2 separate regions of the Muntiacus reevesi genome follow, and region 1 is linked to region 2. The links are chromatin contacts, called in public Hi-C maps. All regions are on one chromosome and are shown on one strand. The core of a region is the stretch at or near the end of the contact, and the rest is flanking DNA. Distances in the headings are between cores, read along the strand shown.

What was found. A called contact is a pair of places that touch in the nucleus more often than the background predicts.
Region 1: a Hi-C map of muscle shows a contact between it and region 2, with 6 times the contacts expected there. The contact joins the promoter of SEC24B here to the promoter of RRH in region 2. A contact is called at or near these places in 2 of 3 Hi-C or Micro-C datasets (blood and muscle).

Annotation. Positions count from the first base shown.
Region 1 is chr16:15,585,557-15,591,840 of mMunRee1.1, forward strand. It overlaps SEC24B (SEC24 homolog B, COPII coat complex component), which reads right to left and starts at 2,999. Exons shown (of 23, transcript XM_065907541.1): 1 at 2,714-2,999. The coding sequence starts at 2,840.
Region 2 is chr16:15,277,642-15,283,962 of mMunRee1.1, forward strand. RRH (retinal pigment epithelium-derived rhodopsin homolog) reads right to left here and starts at 3,134. Exons shown (of 7, transcript XM_065907171.1): 1 at 3,007-3,134. The coding sequence starts at 3,043. It overlaps GAR1 (GAR1 ribonucleoprotein), which reads right to left. Exons shown (of 7, transcript XM_065907174.1): 6 at 3,566-3,631; 7 at 2,883-3,203. The coding sequence ends at 3,190.

The sequences.
Region 1 (6,284 bases), core at 1,749-4,248, 310 kb after region 2:
CTAGAAAAACTGTATTAAGCTTCATTTAACAAATGAAACTATAACTTGTTCTAGGCCTCGAAAATACTGAGTATACAGCAGTGAACAGGATACAGCCAGTCACCCTCAAGAAGCTTATACAGGCACAGGTAAAAAACACCCATCCAAAACTTTCTGGATCTTGATTTTATCTGTTTAATTAGGGAATCGAACTAGGTGTCTTACAGCCTGTACTCCAAAAACACCTGAACCTCCACCTCTATTTTAACCACAACAGCTCTGCTTTTTTCAGATGTCTGTAGCAGGGCTCTACAAATTCCTCTGGGAAAAGAAATCTGTTTTTAAAAATGTTTGATAAACACTAAAGCAAGTGATTGGTAGGTACCACTCCAGTTTTACAACTGTCTTCTGTGATGTTTCAAACTCATACTTCTGATCTATTTCTTTTTCATCACGCCTGGAATTCCAGAGATATAAAAAGGCAAAATAGTTTATGCAGGACTGAAGAATCAATCACAAACCCAAATGATTGCTTAACCGTTATCTATGGATTCCAAAAGCAAAAGTTACTTTTCTCCGAGATTAACAAGCAAAACAAAAACAGATTTGATCTTGTTATTTATCTACTTAACCCACTTATTTTCACAAAAACAAAAAAAAATTAACTCTAGTTCTTTATCTTAATTTCCAAATTCCTTAACACTCAAGACCTTTCTGTAATCTGGCCCCTTTCAAGTATTGTTTTCAGCTTTAATCCCTTGGGTTTTCCCTCTCACCTGGCACTCTTTTTGCTTCTTGGTTCCTAAATTTTTCAACTTTGGTTCATGCCCCTGCAACAGCCCTCCCCTCCTGCCTCTATCTGTCAAATTCCTCAAGGTCATAACCAACTTGAACGTCACCAAAATACATGTCAATTTAGGAGAAAGGCAGGGATTTTGTTTTATCTACTAGGCTAATCTCGAGTCCCCAACTGCAAGCATGCAACAAATGCTGAAATGAATTATATCAAAGGAAAGTAATGATTATAAACAGTAGAAAGCAAGCATCATTTATATCTGGCTTCTAAATGTATCAACTGATTTTTTACATATTTAACATCTTGATTACAACTGATATCCTGTCACTCCTTGAGTATTCACAAAATTTGTAAGGCTAAGGCAAATATTTGTCACCTTAAAAACTGTACACTATGACAATAATGCATAATCAGAAAATCAAGAAAAGACACAATCCTTGGATCACTATTAAACATGGATTTACAATATTCTAAAAGACTGGGGATCTCTTCTTTCAGTTCTTCCACACACAAAGCTATTTCAAAAACTAAACAAAAACAAGAATTTATGCTAAGTTTACAAGAACAAAAACTGCTCAAAAATAATATCTTCATGTTTGTTCAGGGCAGAAGAACAAAACCTACTACACTGTTTACATTTAAAACCCATACAGTAAACAATGACCAGAAAAAGTACTGCATGTAACATTGACAACTATGGCTGATTCAAAGGATTATGAAGACTAAGCCATCACATTTGACTTACAAAAAAAAAATAAAAACCTCAACTTCTGGTTCTCAGGATAAACGATAAACTGCAAGCGTGAACAGCATCAGCTATAAAAATTAAATGTTCGCTGAACTGATTTATAAAGTCCAGTAAGTTTTCACTAGCAGACTGGGTAAAATAGGTCAGTCCAACAATCATTTGAAGAGCACCACCAGACTTTGTTCTCTTATACAAACAGAGAACCAGACATATTCTTGTAAAGTATTCAGTCAATTAGTGTCGAGCGTTCTCATCGGAAATATTACCGTTTATACAGAGACGGCCCCTCTCCCCGGGCCCCATCCACTAACTGAGGGAATGGATATTCTACAAGCATCATTTTTCAGCGGAGACTGTTACGTCCCCAAAGCCCACGACCTTAGGCTGAAAGCGGCCTTCACGTTGCAATGCCTGCTGCCGGTATGAAGGCCTTGCCTCCAACAGGGCCAACTCTGGCACGTTTTTGTTTCTGAAAGTGAAGCTGGGGGACGGGGGAGAGGCGGGGGACACCCAGATCTAAAAGTATTCGTTTAAATCCGTTTGACACCTGCTCCTTTTCAAACACGACCAGCCAGTTCCAGACGCTCGAGTAGCGGCCGCAACAGCAACGACAGATCTCGAAGGCCGAACTGGGTCAGGGTTACAGTTACACTCGTGTTGCCTATTTACACCCTTTGTCTACAAACTTGAGCACAAACTGAAGTTTCCTTCCAGGCAGCGTGCTCGCCGGGCCTCAGAAATCAGAGCAATTTTCCCCGAGACAGGAAGGGCACAACCCTCCTCAGCTCCATGGCTACAAGCAGCCTCCGCCGGACCACGCACTCTGCGGCCCCGGGTCTCTCCGCGACAGGGGTCGCTCGGGGCACCTCGCCCGCGCCCGGGGCTGGATAACCGCGATTCACGTGGTCTCTGGGCTGCCCCCTTTCAACGCCCCAACTCGCCCCGGCGGTTTAGGGCCTGGGGCCACACTCCAGAAGCAGCCGCAGCCCGCGATGCCCCGGGTCGGCCCCGCGCCGGGGCGTCCGTCCCCTCTCTCCCCGCCCCCCGTCAGGCTCCCGCCGTGCGCCCCCCGCCCCCAGCCCGGCAGCCCCCAACTCCCGCCGCCCGCCGGCCCTCCCCGCCGGATCGCGCCGCGCAGGATGCCCCGCCGGCAACTAGGCCCCGCGCTCCGCCCCGGCCGCCCTCCTCACCGTTCTGCTGGTGCGGCCCCGGGCCCGGGCCTGCCGGCGCGGCGGCTCCTGAGGCGGCGGCTCCGCCAAGCTTGGGCGGGATCCGGGCGCTGGCGGCCGGATGAGGGGACCCGGCGGGGGCCGACATGACGGCGCTGCTGGCGGCGGCGGTTCGGCTTCGGCAGGGTGGGCGGAGGAAAAGGGAAGGCGGGGCCGGAGAGGCGAGAGGAAGAGGAAAGAACGCGGCCGGCGTCACCGAGGGAGTCACCCGGGACCGCGGCTGGAATGCTCACGCCCCACTGCGCAGCCCAGCCGGGCCGCCGCGGGCACCAGGACCCTGCCCCTCCGCCGCCCCGAGCGCGGAGCCGCGGGACTCCCACCCCCGGTAGTTCCCCTCAGGCACGGGCTGCGCTCGCCGCAGCGCCCCCTCCAGGCGGAGCCGGGCGCACCCAGGCCGGAGGCGGGGCGCGGGGCGGCGGCCTCCCCGGGCGAGAGTGGTGGACCTGGGTCGAAGGGGCGCGAGGCGGCGGTGGGGACGGAGTTCGAGAGCTGCGTGCGGAGCCCAGCTCCGGAGCCCAGGGATACGTCTGGCCGGACTGACCCCAGTCACCCTTCCTCCGAAGAGGAACCCGGGGTTTGTCTTTGTTTTTCTAATCTTGAGGTGTTTTCCCCCTTAATATTAAATTCTGAAGGAAATAGGCATCCAAGCGCCCTGCCCTTCGGCAATTATAATGCAAGGCAAAGGAAAAAGAAATATTTCTCTATGATAAACACAGAATCTCAGTCAGAACGGAGAACTTTTCGCACTGACTTACATACTGGGAAGAGCAGAGGGGAAGATGGAGTAAGGGAAACTGAAAGACAAACTTCACCTCCTCGAGATTTTTGCCAAGGGTTGGCTCATCCTGCTGGTATTCAGAAGAGAAGCTGTAGCACCCAAAGCAAGAACTCAGCTTCGTGTGTCCCCGTGAGGGAAATCTTTGAATCTCTGGCATGTCCCAGCATGCTAACTGGCAAGCAAGCCCTGGACTACATTACCCAAGTCGTTTTGCCATCTTATTCTGGCCACACTTACTCTGTGTTAGAAATGAAATTGTTCAAAAACATCGAATTCCGAATGGAATCTAGCAAGATGATATTTCTAATTACTGAATGATTATACCGACCATAAAGTGAGTTGTAGAAGAATGCAAAGTTCCCCTTTTAATTGTTGCCATGAATTAATGATACTTGGTGCTTTAATGCACCACATGAATCACAAATAAGGTTTCAGTAGTTGAATTTGTAGGTTTTCTTTTTGGAATTTATGTTTATTATTTCCACAATTCTGGTTAATTTTTCGTTTCCATTTTATACATTTACACTAATAAAGGACCCAAACAGTACCAAATGCTAAAATATACTAGTTCCTGCATGTGGAAGATACGTTGTCAGATTCTTAGGTTTAAAGCCTATGAGTTTGTTAAATGTAAATTTTCAGAATCTTTAGAGAAAATTACACATATAAGACGATCCTGTCCTAGAAAACAGTATCACATTGGTAAAAACTACTTGAATTTTTAACATTTTAGGTAGATAATAAAAGAAATACATTGTAAGAGAAAATAGTATAATGGGCTATCATATACTTATCAACAAGTCAACATTTGTCAATTCGGGATAATCTTGTTTCATCTATACTGGCACCAACCTCTACTCTCCTGAGATTATTTTGAAACAAATCTCAGACATACTATTTTATAGGTAAGCATTAAACATGTATCTTTAAATGCATAACATAATCACAATACTGTTACACCTAAAATCATTAAAAATAATGTATTTGTATATCATCAATATACAATTAACAGTTGTGTTTTGTAGTAGTTTGTACTTTGGAGTTTTAGGATTTTCAACAATACATTATATTTCATCTACACAAAATGAGCAAGTGCTTTTCCACAGCATTAGAAGCTTTTCCACAAAACCTAAGCCTCTGTGTGAGCAAAAGGTCACACCTTGCTTCATCAAGAAGATTATACAATAACAGTTTTCAACACTTCCTGGGAGTCCTTTGAAAAGTGGCTCAGGAAAAAAAAAGCCCCTTAAGGGAATAATTAGGCAGTTGGCTTTCTGCCCCTGGAATGTATCCTCTTGGGTGTAAGAAGCCCATTTTAATCACAGGTGTAGGGGATGAAGTTGAACCTTGTCTCTTTAGGGGAGACTCTTCTAAGAGGAGGACTAGAAGGCTAAGTTTTAACACTTCTTCCCCACAATCTTTTTTTTCTTCTTTTGGCCAGCCATGGAGAATCTCAGTTCCCCAACTAGGAATCGAACCCATGCTCCGTGCTTTGGGAGCAGAGTCTTAACCACTGGACCCCCCTGCAATCTTTATCACCTAAGCTGCTTACACTTCTCCACTAATTCATCGTAATATTTTCTCGCATTTTTATGAGTCTTTTTTGCATGACAGATTCTATAGTCTTTATGAAAAATATGTTATTTCACTCTACTGCTTCAAGACCCACGACTGCTGTCAGCCAAGAAGAGGAAAAGGATGAAGGACTGAATGAATGCTTACTATGTACCAGGCACTGTGCTAGTCTCTTTAGATATATTTCCACCCCTTTAGATATATTTCCGCCCCCCCATTTAATCCTCACAGTAACTCTATGGGATATTTTTCTTATCCCCATTTTACCAGAGGAAACTAAGGCTTATATAAAGTTTAAGTAATCTTGGTAAAAATCATGAATCTGTAAATAGCAGATCCAGAGCTTAAACCAGAGTCTATTTAGCATCAAAATCTTTGCTGTATTCACTACAAGCTATAGTTGGTTAATTTACATTTTTCCTCATAAAGCTATGCTAATTACAACGTACTATTTTGCTTGTCAAAAGATTTTCAGTTTTACATATGTAGAATTTGTTCCAGTATTCTTTTGAATGGTGAATCTTAAAGTGTTTGAAATGCAAATTCTCAGGTCCCACCCCAGACCTACTGAACTCTGGAGATGGGACCCAAAAGCAAGCCCTCCCAGTAATTCTGGTGTACTGGAAAATTTGAGAACCACTGCTTTGAATAGCAAAATGCAGCTGAATCTGTTCCATTCTTTTTTTACATTGGGGGATAATAGTTCTTTTCTTCAGCACATTTCTCCAATTTTTTGTCAATTATTGAAAGTGATATTTTGTAGGTGTGTGATTACAGTGCCAGAGTGCCCAATATGGTAGTGTCAATCCTGCTTGTTTTGATGGGCAATGCTGAAACCAGGTCTGTGTCCAAAAGGAAAAAATGCTGTTATTGAAAGTGAGCTCTGCCACAGGTGCAGGAGGGACATTTTTGCTGAATGTCAAATTCTGACATGTGCCACTATTTGTCACCCCCAATTCGGGACTCATATTCTCTGTAGCAGAAGTTGTGGGAGGCTTGAACAACTGAACACCTATTTTTATATCCAAAAAATGCTAATCTAGTTCCTTCTTTGTTGTGTCTGGCTTCCATCTTCCACAGCTTTTTCACCCCCTCTAGTTTTTAAATCACATTTGGCCTTTGTAGAACACCTTCCCTCTTTTAGTGGCATTCCCTATTAGGAGTCCCTCTACCAATATG
Region 2 (6,321 bases), core at 1,884-4,383:
AGAGATAAGGAAGCCTGCCTCAGTCATCACTGCAAAGAGAGGAAAACAATAGAATGGGAGACTAGCAAGCTCTTCAAGAAAATTAGAGATACCAAGAGAAGATTTCATGGAAAAATGGGCACAATAAAGGACAGAAATGATATGGACCTAACAGAAGATGTTAAGAAGAGGTGGCAACAATACACAGAGCTATATAAAAAAGGTCTTAATGGTCCAGATAACTGCTATGGTGTGATCATTCATCTAGAGCCAGATATCCTGGAATGAGAAGTCAAGTGGGCCTTACAAAGCATGACTACAAACAGTTACTGGAGGTGATGGAATTCCAGCTGAGCTATTTCAATTCCTATAAGATGCTGTTGTGAAAGTGCTACGCTCAATATGCCAGCAAATTTGGAAAACTTAGCAGTGGCCACAGGACTGGAAAAGGTCAGTTTTCACTCTAATCCCCCAAAAATGTTCAAAACACTGCACAATTGCAACTCGTTTCACATGCTGGCAAATGCTCAAAATTCTCCAAGCCAGGCTTCAACAGTACATGAACCGAGAACTTCCAGATGTTCATGCTGGATTTAGAATAGGCAGAGGAACCAGAGATCAAACTGCCAATATCTGTTGGATCAGAAAAAGCAAAAAAATTCCAGAAAAAAAATCTACTTCTGCTTTATTGACTATGCCAAAACCTTTGACTGTGTGGATCACAACGAACTGTGGAAAATTCTTCAAGAAATGGGAATACCAGACCACCTTACCTGCCTCCTGCGAAGTCTGTATGCATGTCAAGACACAACAGTTAGGACCGGACATGGAACAACAGACTGGTTCCAAATTGGGAAAGGAGCATGTCAAGGCTTTATATTGTCACCCTGCTTATTTAACTTATACGCAGAGTACATCATGCGAAATGCCAGGCTGAAGCACAAAACAGAATCAACATCACCGGAAGAAATATCAATAACCTCGGATATGCAGATGATACCACCTTTATGAGAGAAAGCGAGAGGACCTAAAGAGCCTCTTGATCAAAGTGAAAGAGGAGAACTGAAAAAGTTGACTTAAAACTTAACACTCAAAAAACTAAGAACATGGCGTCCGATCCCATCACTTCATGGTAAATAGATGGGGAAACAATGGAAACAGTGAGACTTTACTTTCTTGGGCTCCAAAACCACTGCAGATGGTGACTGTGGCCATGAAATTCAAAGATGCTTGCTCCTAGGAAGAAAAGCTATGACCAATCTGGACAGCATATTAAAAAGCAGAGACATGACTTTGACAACAAAGGTCCATCTAGTAGCTATGGTTTTTCCAGTAGTCATATATGGATGTGAGAGTTGAACTATAAAGAAAGTTGAACAGCAAAGAATTGATGCTTTTGAACTGTGGTGTTGGTGAAGACTCTTGAGAGTCCCTTGGACTGCAAGGAGATCCAACCAGTTCATCCTAAAGGAGATCAATCCTGACTGTTCATTAGAAGGACTGATGCTAAAGTTCCAACACTTTGGCCACCTGATGTGAAGAACTGATTCCTTAGAAAAGACAGTTGCTGGAAAAGATTGAAGATGGGAGGTGAATGGGACGACAGATGGTTGGATGGCATCACCAACTCTACAGACATGAGTTTGAGCAAGCTCCAGGAGTTGGTGATGGACAGAGAAGTCTGGCGTGCTGCAGTTAGTGGGGTCGCAAAGAGCTGGAGACAACTGAGTAACTGAACTGAGTGACTGAAATAGATATACCCAAGGAAAAGGTGAAGAAAACCTCAAAAGTGCTCAAAAGTGGTTTGTCTACAACCTATCACTACTTCTACACAGCCATTTTAGACTTTTTTTTTTTAATGTTAAAAAAAAAGTGTAGGAACTGTGTATTATTTGTCCTTAGGACAATACCATAGTCACTTTGGTGGTTACTATGTCTTTTATAGAACAAGAGTAAAAACCCTGGCCCTAACTGAAAGTTTCAACCCAAGGATTCTAAATCAAACAGATTCCTTTCCCAAGTTGTAATAGCATAACTGCTTCTGTGAAAAATTTTCAACATATTTGATCATCATATATATTTATGTTTTACACATTTATTAATCCTGCTACAATTCCATTAATCAAAAAGCATAAGGAAAACCCAAATACTGACTTAGGCAATACTATATGCTACTCAAATAAGCATTCAAGAGTTAACCAAGTATTAAGTAAAGCATGCTAGAAAACTGAAGAAATAACACAACAACTCATTCCTTCTAAGAATGAACCATGTTGGGGAGGGAGGGAGGGTGGGAATCAATGGCAGGGGAAATTATCCTATATCACAGTATTCTAACTTATTAACATCTTGATACTATAACAGCATTGAAGACCACAACCAATTTCATTTGTAATGTCCCTACCCAAGAATACGAACATGTAGCAAGCGATCAAATATTTATGGTCAGTAAAACTTTAAACCTGGAGTCCCTTAAAAAAGGAAAATAAAAACATTCAGTGAAGCTTTCAACATTCCATCTATATTGAATGAAAAAGTTAAATATTTCTTCAGAAATGTCTTGAATTTCTAGTTCTCAACCTGAACAGAGCTGTTCCAACTTTAATAGATTCATAATTAATACTAAAACTTTCTAATCAATTATGAGTTACAATTAGAGAAGTTGTCTTACTTTGATTTGTGTCCTAACACACAAAAGGGAAAAAATATGATAAAGTGTGATGTTCTCATATACAAAAGGCAAACATTTTAAAGGGAGTGTTAATTTATAAATAATGTGAAGTACTGCTCTACTAGCCTGTTTTTCTTTAAAGCTCAGTTAGATATATAAACATCCTCTTTTTCTATCTTAAATCTACTGGGCTGTCCCTTAAAAACTCTGGTTTAATAAACACAGCTCTAAATTACTTAAAGAAATAAAACACTTTATTTACAAAATTCGAATATGCTCCAAATAAAAGCTGTCCCTTTATTAAACACCCACAAAGTTCCGAACATTATACAAAATGTTAAAACACTTATTCATACTCTTTTGAAGCAAAGTTGCCTGTTTGGCCGCACTCATTTTTGCGTGACGTTGACATTCAGCTCCACTTTTCTAAAACGACCAGTTCTTCAAAATTTGCTCAAGAAACAAGTTTCTGATCCACTGAAGTAAATTATGAGGTTAATGCAGAAGTCAACTGGTGAAGTTTCTGTCAACTGTTACACTTAATGTCCTCTTCCTGATAGGAAAAAATGAAAATATTAAAAATATAGAAAAGTGAACTTTAAATAACACTATTACCCAAAACTCAAGTTTAAAGTCAGCATTAGTTCTGGTTAAGTTTAACAAACATACTTTACCAAATTTAACTATCATTTATATTACCACCTTTTTGCTTTTTAAATTAATAATATAGCAAAGTAAAGCAGAAACAGGTGAAAAAATTCAAAGGTAAAAGTGATATAAAATGAAACTGTATATTAGGTTAAAAAAAAGGAATACCATGGTGTTCTACATACTTGCTGGCAAAAAGAAATAAAAGTTACTAGACAATACCATTTCTAGAAATTCAGTTATTTCAAGTTTTTTTTTCCCACTCACCTCTGAAACCACCACCCCCTCTTCCTCCTCTGAAACCTCCACCTCCTCTTCCACCTCTAAAACCACCTAAAATTAAAGGAAATATTCATTAAATAACTGTAACCTATCACATTTTGGTAAGCCTATAAACATCAATATATTTCCTACAATTATAAAGAATAGTGTTGTTACAAAAGTCACTGCAGTTTCAGACCCTGAATTTTAAATTATAACTAGGCTCAAGCACTTCCTTAATCAAAATAGGAAGCATTACAACCAACACGCTTTTGCCAACGAGAGATACGTTTGTTTATTCCTATAACATAAAAACTCATGCCATGGGATTCAACAAACTCTTGGAGAGCATTTTCTGTATCCTTCTGGTTGTGGAAACTTCTTCCCTGCAAAAAGTTGTCAAGGTGCTTGAAGAAGTTGTAGTCGTTTGCCAAGAGGTCAGATGAATTAGGCAAGAGGTCAGATGAATTCAGCAAATGAGGCAAAACTTCACAGTCCAATTTGTTCAAGTTTTGAAGCGTTGGCTGTTCGACATTAGGTCAAGTATTGTCACGGGAAAGAATAGGGCCCATTCTATTGATACGGCTGCAGGCACTGCAGTTTTCGGTGCATCTCATCAATTTGCTGAGGATACTTCTCAGATGTAATGGTTTCACCGGGATTCAGAAAGCTGTAGTGGATCAGAAGACTGGCAGCAGACCACCCAACAGTGACCACGACCCTTTTTTTGGTGCAAGTTTGGCTTAGGGAAGTATTTTAGAGCCTCTTCTCAGTCCAACCACTGAGCTGGTCATTGCTGGCGTCATATAAAATCCAATTTTTGCTGCAGGTCACAATTCAATCAAGAAATGGCACATTGTTGTTACAGAGAATAAGAGAGGATGACACACTGAAATGATTTTTTTTATTTGCAATCAGCTCATGAGGCACCCTCTTGTCAACCTTTTTCACCTTTCCAATTTGCTTCAAATGTCAAACAACCATAGAATGGTCAATGGTAAGTTCTTAGGCAACTTCTCATGTAGTTTTAAGAGGATCAGCTTGAATGTGGTTCTCAACGGCTTGGAGTCACTTTCCGTTGGCCAGCCTCTGCACTCCTCATCTTCAAGGCTCTCATTTCCTTTGCAAAACTTCTTGAACCACCACTGAACTGTACATTCACTAGCAATTCCTAGGCCAAATGAGTTCTTAATGTTACAAGTTATCTCCACTGCTTTATGACCCATTTTGAACTCGAATAAGAAAACTGCTCAATTTTGCTTTTTGTCTAACATCATTTCCATAGTCTAAAATACAAATAAAATAAACAGCAAGTAACATGTCATTGTTGTTGTTGTTCAATCACTACATCACTCTGTGACCCCATGAACTGCATGCGGCACACCAGGCTTCCCTGTCCTTCACTATCTCCCAGAGTTTTCTCAAACATGTCCATTGAGTCAGTGATGCCATCCAACCATTTCATCCTCTGTGGCCCCTTCTCCTCTTGCCTTCAATCTTTCCCAGCATCAGGGTCTTTTCCAATGAGTCAGCTCTTCACATCAGGGGGCCAAAATACTGGAGCTTCAACTTCAGCACCAGTTCTTCCAATGAATATTCAGGACAGATTTCCTTTAGAATTGACTGATTTCATCTCTTGCAGTTTAAAGGATTCTCAAGAGTCTTCTCAAGAGCACCACAATTTAAAGCACCAGTTCTTTGACACTCAGTTTTCTTTATGGTCCAACTCTTACATTCATACATGACCACTGGAAAAACCACAGCTTTGACTAGATGGACTTTTATCAGCAAAGTAATGTCTCTGCTTTTTCAAACACTGTCTAGGTTTGTCACAGCTTTCCTTCCAAGGAGCAAGTGTCTTTTAATTTCGTGGCTGCAGTCACCGTCTGCACTGATTTTGGAGCCCAAGAAAATGAAATCTGACAGTTTGCACAATGTCATTAGCAAAAAATATAAAGCAAGAAATGTGCATTAAAATGAGGTATAATACAATCATATTCATTTAAGAATGTATTCTAATATCAAAGGGCAAAGTTCAACAACGCAAAACTGCAATTATTTCTGCACCAACCTAACATATATTCACATATTTTATCTCGCAGAATTTTCTAAAAGATAAAAATGGAGAAACAGTAGTAGTTTCTCAAACCAACAGAAAGGTAAAATCCTAGGTTACAACTTTTTAAACAAGTTTTAATATATTAGAAAAGCTTGTTACTTTAAAGTTCAGTTTAGCCCTATTGTTAAATGTATGAGTACCTCAACTTTTGCTTAAGGTATACACTTTTTAAACTGCACTAAGGCTTTTTAATCCTAAGAACAAAAAGTAGCAGACATGGGTGGTTTGGTTCTAGGAGTACTACCATGCCTGCTAAGTTGCTTCAGTCACGTCCGACTCTTTGTGACCCAATAGACTATAGCCCACCAGGCCCCTCTGTCTATCGGATTCTCCAGGCAAGAATACTGTAATGGGTTGGCATGCCCTCCTCCAAGGGATCTTCCTAACCCAGGGATCGAACCCATGTCTCTTATGTCTCCTGTATTGGCAGGTGGATTCTTTACCACTAGCACCACCTGGGAAGTACCATGGATACAACATTTAAGGCTAACTGAGCTGGAAACATACACACTGATGTTCACATGCTGACGAGCTTTGAAATTTAAAAATTTTGAATTATTTTTTCTATTATCCAACACATTTGGCTTCCTACTGCAGTCCCTACTTTTACTTATTTTGGGGGATAGCTTTGTAAAGAATGATG